Regions from separate parts of the Sus scrofa genome. Here region 2 is linked to region 1. Evidence: chromatin contacts called from public HiChIP or PLAC-seq data. All regions are on one chromosome and are shown on one strand. The core of a region is the stretch at or near the end of the contact, and the rest is flanking DNA. Distances in the headings are between cores, read along the strand shown.

Region 1 (3,688 bases), core at 364-2,863:
AAGACTGCAAAGGTCTTGGGAGAAGGGAGAGGAAATGAGGATGAAAACTGCAAAGGTGAAGAGGCACAAAATACTATCAACTGCCAAAGGGCATCTTGGAGAGAAGTTGGGAACTGCTTAAAGAAAGGCATTGCAAATCTCGTTTCTGACCATTTAAGAGATGTGCCTCCCCTCCTGGGACCTGAAAGCCCAGGCTGCAGAGCTTCACGCTGATTCCCGCCCCATCCCTTCCCTAATCAAATTAATCTCGAAATAACTCCACGAGGTTAACGACCCAATAATATTAAAAACTTTCAGGGTCCACGCTTGCCAAAAATGTCAGGGATCAACACTGGGGTGTGTGTGCGTGTGTGTGTGTGTGTGTTGAAATTTAGCGGAGCCAAGATTTAGGGTGGAAGAAGATGATTGCAAATAGGCTACAAGGGGGGGTAAAAACTATGTTGGTAGCGGGAGGGTAGGGCAAGCGGTAAGAGCAAGTATTTGTAAAGAGCTGGCGAGGAGAAAGACGAAAAGAACCGCGAGCAGGTGTGGGACGTGCGCATAGTCCAGGGAGATTCAGGGAGCTGCGGCAGGTTCAGGATGCCCGGCGGGGCACAAAGAGGGTCGCGGAACTCCTAAGGCCTTTCGGGGCGGCGGACACGATCTATCCCGGGTGTGCGGGGCGCGCTGGGGAGGCTGCGGGGAGCGGCGGTGGCGGGACGCGGGCAGAGAAGACCTGGGGGAGCGGCGAGCCCGAGAGCGGGGTTGAGGAAGGGAGGTCGGCTGGGGGCCGGCAGGGCGAGAAGGGGGCAAGGCAGACTCGAGGGGAGGCCGGGTCACTCACCCCGTTGGCCGCGGCCATCTGCACCACGATCTCTGTGGCCGTCCTGCTGAAGTACCTGCCGTCGCTGCCCACCACCATGGTGCAGCCCTGGCGGTCGCGCAGGTCGATGGACGACAGCACGCTCTGGATGAAGTTGGGCAGGTAGTTGCGCTGGCCCTCGAAGAGTCCGGTGGGCCGCCGCAGCCCCCCGCCGCCGGCCGGCCGCTGGTCTTCGTAGGGCGCCGTGGGCACCGTCAGCACTGGGATGGGGCTCCCTTCCATGGCGCCTCCTGGCCGGTCCTGCCGCGGCTCCGGGAGCCGGAGGGAATCTGCAGGCCACCGGGGCCCCCACCAGCCTGGCCGCACGCCCGGGCTCCGCCTCGCGCCGCGGCCCCCTCCGCCGCCGCGCGGCGCCCCGCGCCCTCCCGCCGCGCCGACCGCTCCTCCCTCCGCACGCGGCCCCTAGCTGCCCGGGCAGAGTTCGGCCTCTACCTTCCAAGAAAGTTTGCTCCCGCCCAACTTCCTCTCAGTCCGAAGCGCCAGAGGTGCCGCAGTTTCTTCCCTGAGCTGGACTCACTTTCAGAGTGTCCCCTTCTCAGAGCCAGCTACCCCGACCCCAGGGGCGCCTCCTCGCGCGCCTGGCCCGAGCCTTCCTCGGCGATAGCTTCTCTCCCAGGCACACCCTCCGCTAGAAAACAGACTGGGGGTGTTGAGAGCTAGAGCAGGATTGGGGGGTCCTCGCCCGCACCCGCAGTCCCTCTCCCTTCCCTCCCGCAGCCCGGCCTCCTAGCCTCCCTGGAAATGAGCGGTTTACACGCACCAGTTTCTCTTTTGAACAAGGACAGGGGAGGGAATTGGGTGGGGGCTGAAACCTTTTGCCATCAGGGAACAGCCCCGGCCAAAAATAACCCTGGAAAGGCGAGCTGAGAATTGTTATCTTCTGCCAGCGCTGAAATTGGAGGCTGGGCACTGCGAGTGTGTCTGTGTGTGTGGACACACACCCCACCATGACCATTTGTTGCAGGGAATCACACACTGTCAGGCCCTTCAATCCAGCGGGACCCACCCAGCCATCCACACTTTTCCCCAACTCTCTGAAGGCAGCACACGTCTCCGGATGAAAACTTTTTTGTTTGTTTGTTTGGCTTGTTTGTCGTGGTAGTTAAAACGGCAGCAGCAACACAGACGCACAGAGAAGTATTTCCTTATTCTGCTTGCCCTTCTCACCCTCCCTAGTCCAGCTCCTGCTTGGAACCAGGCTATCCTACACTGAACTTGTCCACACTGGCTCCTACCAGGATTCATCGCTTTCACTTGGAGGAAGGCAAAGCCCTTTATACCAGGAATGAATGGACAAACCCGAATTAAACAAGGACAGAGAACCAGGAACTGGGCTTGGTCCTTTCACATGCATTCTCATCTCTCTGTAAAGTCCACCAAAATTCCCAAATCAAGAAATTCCCCATAGAAAATAGGTGTGAAGAGAGAACAGGCTAAAAGGATAAAGCCCCAAAAGGTAAGAAATAATTCTTATTTTTGCTTCTGTCTCCTTTGACTCCCAAAGCATTTTTGCACCAACTAAAGTCACTAAAATCTCCTGCTGCTTCCCCTCCAAACAGTGTGCACTTTCTGAGACTAATGTTGACTTGCTGCAGGGTTATGAAGTGATAGTCATAAAATGACTGACTAATAGCTCACACTTATATGCATTTTTGCAGTTGATAAAAGGCTTTGCATCTGTTTTCTCTTTGGAGCATCAAAACAGCTAAAAGAAGTAGGAATGGCATTCATATCATTCCCATTTTAAGGATGAGAAAAAGGAGGCTTTCTATGAGGTTGAAGGAAGTGGCCAAGATGCACTTGCATTCAGTCCACATTCTTATATGATGCTTCCCCTTTCTATTTACATCATTAAAGTGTGAGATCATCAACTGAATCCAGTTGAGACATTTTAGCTTTTCTCAAACAGCAATGTTTTTAACGTGTGTACGTGTTGTTATTGTTTTAGTTCTACTCTATTTTCAGGCCCCCAAGAGTCCATTCCCCTGCAAAGTTCTTGACATTATGGTTGAGCAAGCCTTGTCTCAGCATCAAATAGAATATTAACATGTCTCAGAACCTGTGCATTTCTCTGTGGTGTGGGTTTTTTTATTTTTTTATTTCTTTCCTTTTTAGGGCCCCACCTACGACATATGGAAGTTCCCAGGCCAGCGGTCGAATGTGAGCTACAGCTGCCAGCCCACACCACAGCCACAACAACGTGGGATCCAAGTCGCCTCTGCAACCTACACCACAGCTCATGGCAATGCTGAATCCCCGACCCACTTAGCAAGGCCAGGGATCAAACCTGCAATCCTCATGGATCCTAGTCAGATTTGTTTCCACTGCACCACAATGGGAACCCCTTTTTTAATTTTATTGTAGTTGACTTACAAAGTTGTATTAATTTCAGGTGTACAGCAAAGTAAATCCGTTAAATATATACACATACATACATTCCTTTTCAGATTATTTTCCCATATATGTCATTACACAGTATTAAGTAGATTTCCCTGTGCTATACAGTAGGTCCTTGTTACCTATATATAGTAGTATGTGTGTTTCAATCCCACCCCCCTAATTTATCCCTCCCTTCCACGTGTCCCCTTCACTAACCATAAGTTTGTTTTCAAAATCCTTGAATCTGTTTCTGTTTTGTAAGTTCTTTTGTATCATTTTTATTAGATTCCGCATTTAGTGATCTCATATACTATTTGTCTTTGACTGATTTAGTATTGTAATTTCTAGGTTTATCCATGTTGCGGCAAATAGCATTATTTCATTCTTTTTTATAGCTGAGTAATATTCCATTGTAATATATATACCACATCGTCTTTATCCAATCTT
Region 2 (3,964 bases), core at 691-3,190, 170 kb before region 1:
AAGGATTTACTATTCACCTTGAAGGGCACTGATCAAAGAAAGCCTGAATCACTGCCAGCCAATGAGTCTTCAGCAGCTTTTTGCTGAAAGGCATGGAAACGGGGTGGTGCTGTGAGCCTGGGCCGGATCAAAGAGGATGCTGGGAAAGCCAGATTGTGCTGCCACAGCTTGTCAAACCCATTCATCTGGGAGACGAATTATGGCCAGTGACCCTCTGTACTTGTGTGACCAAGGCAAATTCATTCATGCTCCCTTTTCAGGCTGAGTAAACAAGATCCAGCAAGACTCTGATTTGTGTACATAGTCAGCACTTAGTTAATCAATAGCGGGTTCAGCACGTGCTTTGAACACGGCAAAGCAGAAACACCAAAATAAATAGCTCCATAAGGAGAAAAAAAAATCAAAGTTTTGTTAGATTTCCTTGCATTTATTTTATTTTAATTTTTTAATATATTTTTTTATTTTCCCACTGTACAGCAAGGGGGTCAGGTTATCCTTACATGTATACATTACAATTACATTTTTTCCCCCACCCTTTCTTCTGTTGCAAGGTGAGTATCTAGACATAGTTCTCAATGATATTCAGCAGGATCTCCTTGCATTTATTTTTAAAGTTAGTTTTATTTTTATTTTGAATTACACCTGGGGACATGGAGAAAGGAAATATACTTTTTTTTTTTCCAGAGCTTTAGGTCTCTAAACCTTAATTCAAAATTGACCCAAAGCCAGGATCAAGGCATGACTTTTGGCTCTTCTGCTTCCTAAGATCACTGGTTTCCTGGGGTAAATTATCAACACCATGATAGTCTTACCAGATTTTGAATATAGTTTTTTTGTATATACTGCAAAAAAAAAAAAAAAAAAAAGAGGATTTGAGATAGGCTCTGTATGGGGGATGGATTATAGGGAGAGGCTACTGGCATCAAGGCACACACTTTCCCTCAAGTTCTAGAACGTCCACAGTGTGGGTGGACAGAGTGAGTCTGTGCCCCAAGCCAGCTCATACTCAGTACCCAGAAGGGAGTTGTGATCTCAGCAGAGGCCAAGGGAAAGGTGTATTGTCATTAAAACCTCAAAACAGCCCTGGTCTTCGACAGTCACTAGCCACCCCCCCCACCTTGCAACCACCCCAGAAACACCTGCAGGTTCCCAGCCGAAAGAGTTTAAGCCACACCATCAGATGACCATTCCAGGAAAGGTCTCGGTTACACGGAGCCATATAATAGCAGAATTCGAGTCCAGATTTCAATATGCAAGTGGGAAAAATTTAGACTGTTTGCCCTGTCTTTGTCTTAAGGAGGTGGTTCATCTAAATGAGTAGAAATAAAGAAAACCCATATATAGTTGTTTCTGTATCAATTTTAATTCTTTTTTTTTCTTTTTTGCTTTATTAGGGCCATACCCAAGGCATATGGAAGTTCCCAGGCTAGGGGTCAAATTGGAGCTACAGCTGCTGGCCTACACTACAGCCACAATGATGTAAGATCCGAGCGCATCTGTGACCCACACCACAGCTCATGGCAACACCAGATCCTTAACCCACTGAGCAAGGTCAGGAACCGAACCTGTGTCTTCACGGATACTAGTTGGGTTCATTAACCGCAGAGCCACGCAGGGAACTCCTCAATTTTAATTCTTTTCCAAGTGACTGATTTGTGAAAACAGCATCGTACTAAATTCCTTTCTAGGCCACTAGAGGGAAATCTAGCCCACCGGACCAGGACTTGTTTCTTTTCTTTCTTTCTTTTTTTTTTTTTTAATAATAACCCCAGAACCAAAATTTTAAGGCTGAAGAATATGTTGAAATGTTATCTTTCTCTGTCCCTTGTGCCCTTGCCCACATTTTAAACTTATTTGAATCTATGTGGTCATGGAGACGCCTAGAAAAGCACAAACCAGCCATCTGAATTGGGCAGGAGGCCTGGCAGTTGGGAAATTGTTCTAACAGTCAATCTGAACCTCTTCCAGTTCAGCTTGAATTTATTTCCTCAAATTACATATTCATCACTTATGGAGAACAGCTGGTCATCTTTCTCTGCAACATATTACTCTTTAAATTCCCGAAGACCTACAGGTCACGCCTCTCTTTCAAGCAAAACGAGCCAGTTCTTCAACTTGGCCTTGGAGGAGTTTAAATCCCAACCCTTTCACCGCGTGTTTCTCTTCTAAACTCTCTCTGCATCACCCCACCCTCCCCCATATTTCCAAACAACAGCAATATAGACTAAACTTTGAGGAGAAAAATTAAATAAAGTGTTTCATGTTTTCCCTGTATGGCTATTAGTACATTCCTGTGCTGATTTTCTTTGCAAATACAGCACAATGTTTCTGATATTTATTTATCTAGTATGATTCCAAGACCATGCGTATATATATATATGTCTGGACATGTGTGTATATATACTATACTTATACAAACACAGACATACATAAACAAACACATGCATACATACATATGCATATATATACTTATTTTCATCTTGTTATGAAAATTGAATGCCTAAGTTAGGGACCATTTATGTGTCACTTCTGAATTCTCTTCTATTTCCAACCTTTCTGCATCACATACATTATGTCAGTTTCTAACTTTATTCTCCAAGTTTTTAACTACTCACTTTAGATCCTCTATTAGTTATAAAACACAACTGGTATGAATGCAGAACATTATTCCTCTAATAACTTTTAAAAACCTGTTCATCTCGGATTCAAATTAAGGGAGAGAAAACTGGTTGTTTTCAAAGCACTCACATTTACCAACATTTCAAGTGCAGTGAAAAAAAAAGTATATATATATATATATATCTTGTCTTTGTCTCTGGCAGAGAACCTCTATAATCCTTTGAATTTCCTGAGTGACAGGAGTGTCAAGTGCCGAGACCAGCTCAGTAAGTGGAGGGTGAAGGACGGGCACTGCAAAGCTTAAGAAAAGTTAAATGGCAATGAAGAAAGATATATAGACACAGTAAAGTTTAAAGGTCGGACCCGGCAGGGGAGGGGGGGAGCTCAAGACCTCTTGGATCAAGAGCCCACCAGATTGCTGGTGCCTCACCGGTTTTACTGTGCTCATTCGAAACATGAGGCAGGGAAAAGGCTCAGGGGCGTGACTGCTCACAGTCACGTGGCAAAAGCTATTCTTTATGGCCTTCAGGGAGAGGTTTCTTATCTACAGGACACGAGGGAAACTGGCGATAGCAATCAATGCTTGAGAAACACGTACCTGCCCAGGCAGCGTTCCTACTTGCTCTGTCTCCGAGTTCCAGTCACCACCATGTTCTCTTAGTTCATGCAAATCCTCTTACCAGTCCCTTTCAGCCCATTTCCCCTAGTTAATCATATACTAGGCACGTGGCGTTTTGCAGTCACTTCAGAATTGAGGGAGGATGTTTTCCCACAGTCAACCATGCCTGAGTTTATGCCAAGGAGAGAGGTGACTCTTGGGGAACCCCTAGATAGCTCCAGGATGAGGACTGTAGCCCTAGGAAGCAACCACGTGATGAGAGGATTAGAACTCTCTGCCCCACCCCCACCTCCCAGAAGGGGGAGGGGCTGGAGATTGAGTTCAAATCATCAACACCCAGTGATTCAATCAGCCATGCCTAGGTAATGAAACCTCCAAAAATTCCTAAACAACTTGGTTCAAAGCACTTCTGACCTGGCCTTATCTGTCTCTTCCATTTGCTCTTGAGTTATATCCCTTATAAGAAACCATTAATAGTAAGTAAAATGCTTCTCTGGGTTCTGTGAGTCATTCCACTGAATTATTGTCTAAAGGGGGAATCATGGGAACCCCTGAATTTTTAGTCAAATGGGCAGAGGTGTAGCGAGCCCATCTGTATTTCATTCGTTTGGCAAAACTGTATTGGACATTTACCATATACTAGGTGGTATTCTGTGCATTAAGGATACAGTGAAAAAAAAAATTAAGCCCTAGCCTCCTGGTACCTTTATTGTACTGGGTGGAGAC

The links. HiChIP or PLAC-seq counts read pairs in DNA pulled down with a chosen protein or histone mark.
Region 2: an H3K27ac HiChIP or PLAC-seq map of skeletal muscle shows a contact between it and region 1, with 6 times the contacts expected there. The contact joins the enhancer-like site here to the promoter of PGM5 in region 1. A contact is called at or near these places in 14 of 47 Hi-C or Micro-C datasets (alveolar macrophages, brain, embryonic fibroblasts and 9 more) and 1 of 2 datasets of contacts at active chromatin or transcription factors (skeletal muscle).

Annotation. Positions count from the first base shown.
Region 1 is chr1:221,632,441-221,636,128 of Sscrofa11.1, reverse strand. PGM5 (phosphoglucomutase-like protein 5) reads right to left here and starts at 1,613. Exons shown (of 11, transcript XM_003121933.6): 1 at 824-1,613. The coding sequence starts at 1,084.
Region 2 is chr1:221,805,712-221,809,675 of Sscrofa11.1, reverse strand. The region is part of intron 10 of PGM5 (phosphoglucomutase-like protein 5); the gene reads right to left. Among named protein-coding and RNA genes, the nearest start is that of TMEM252, 41 kb to the left of the region's middle. Within about 2 kb of position 1,940, at least 13 of the 83 cell types and tissues checked have an H3K27ac peak or open chromatin away from gene starts, as enhancers often do. A contact at or near this core is called in omental adipose tissue and skeletal muscle, where this site is marked.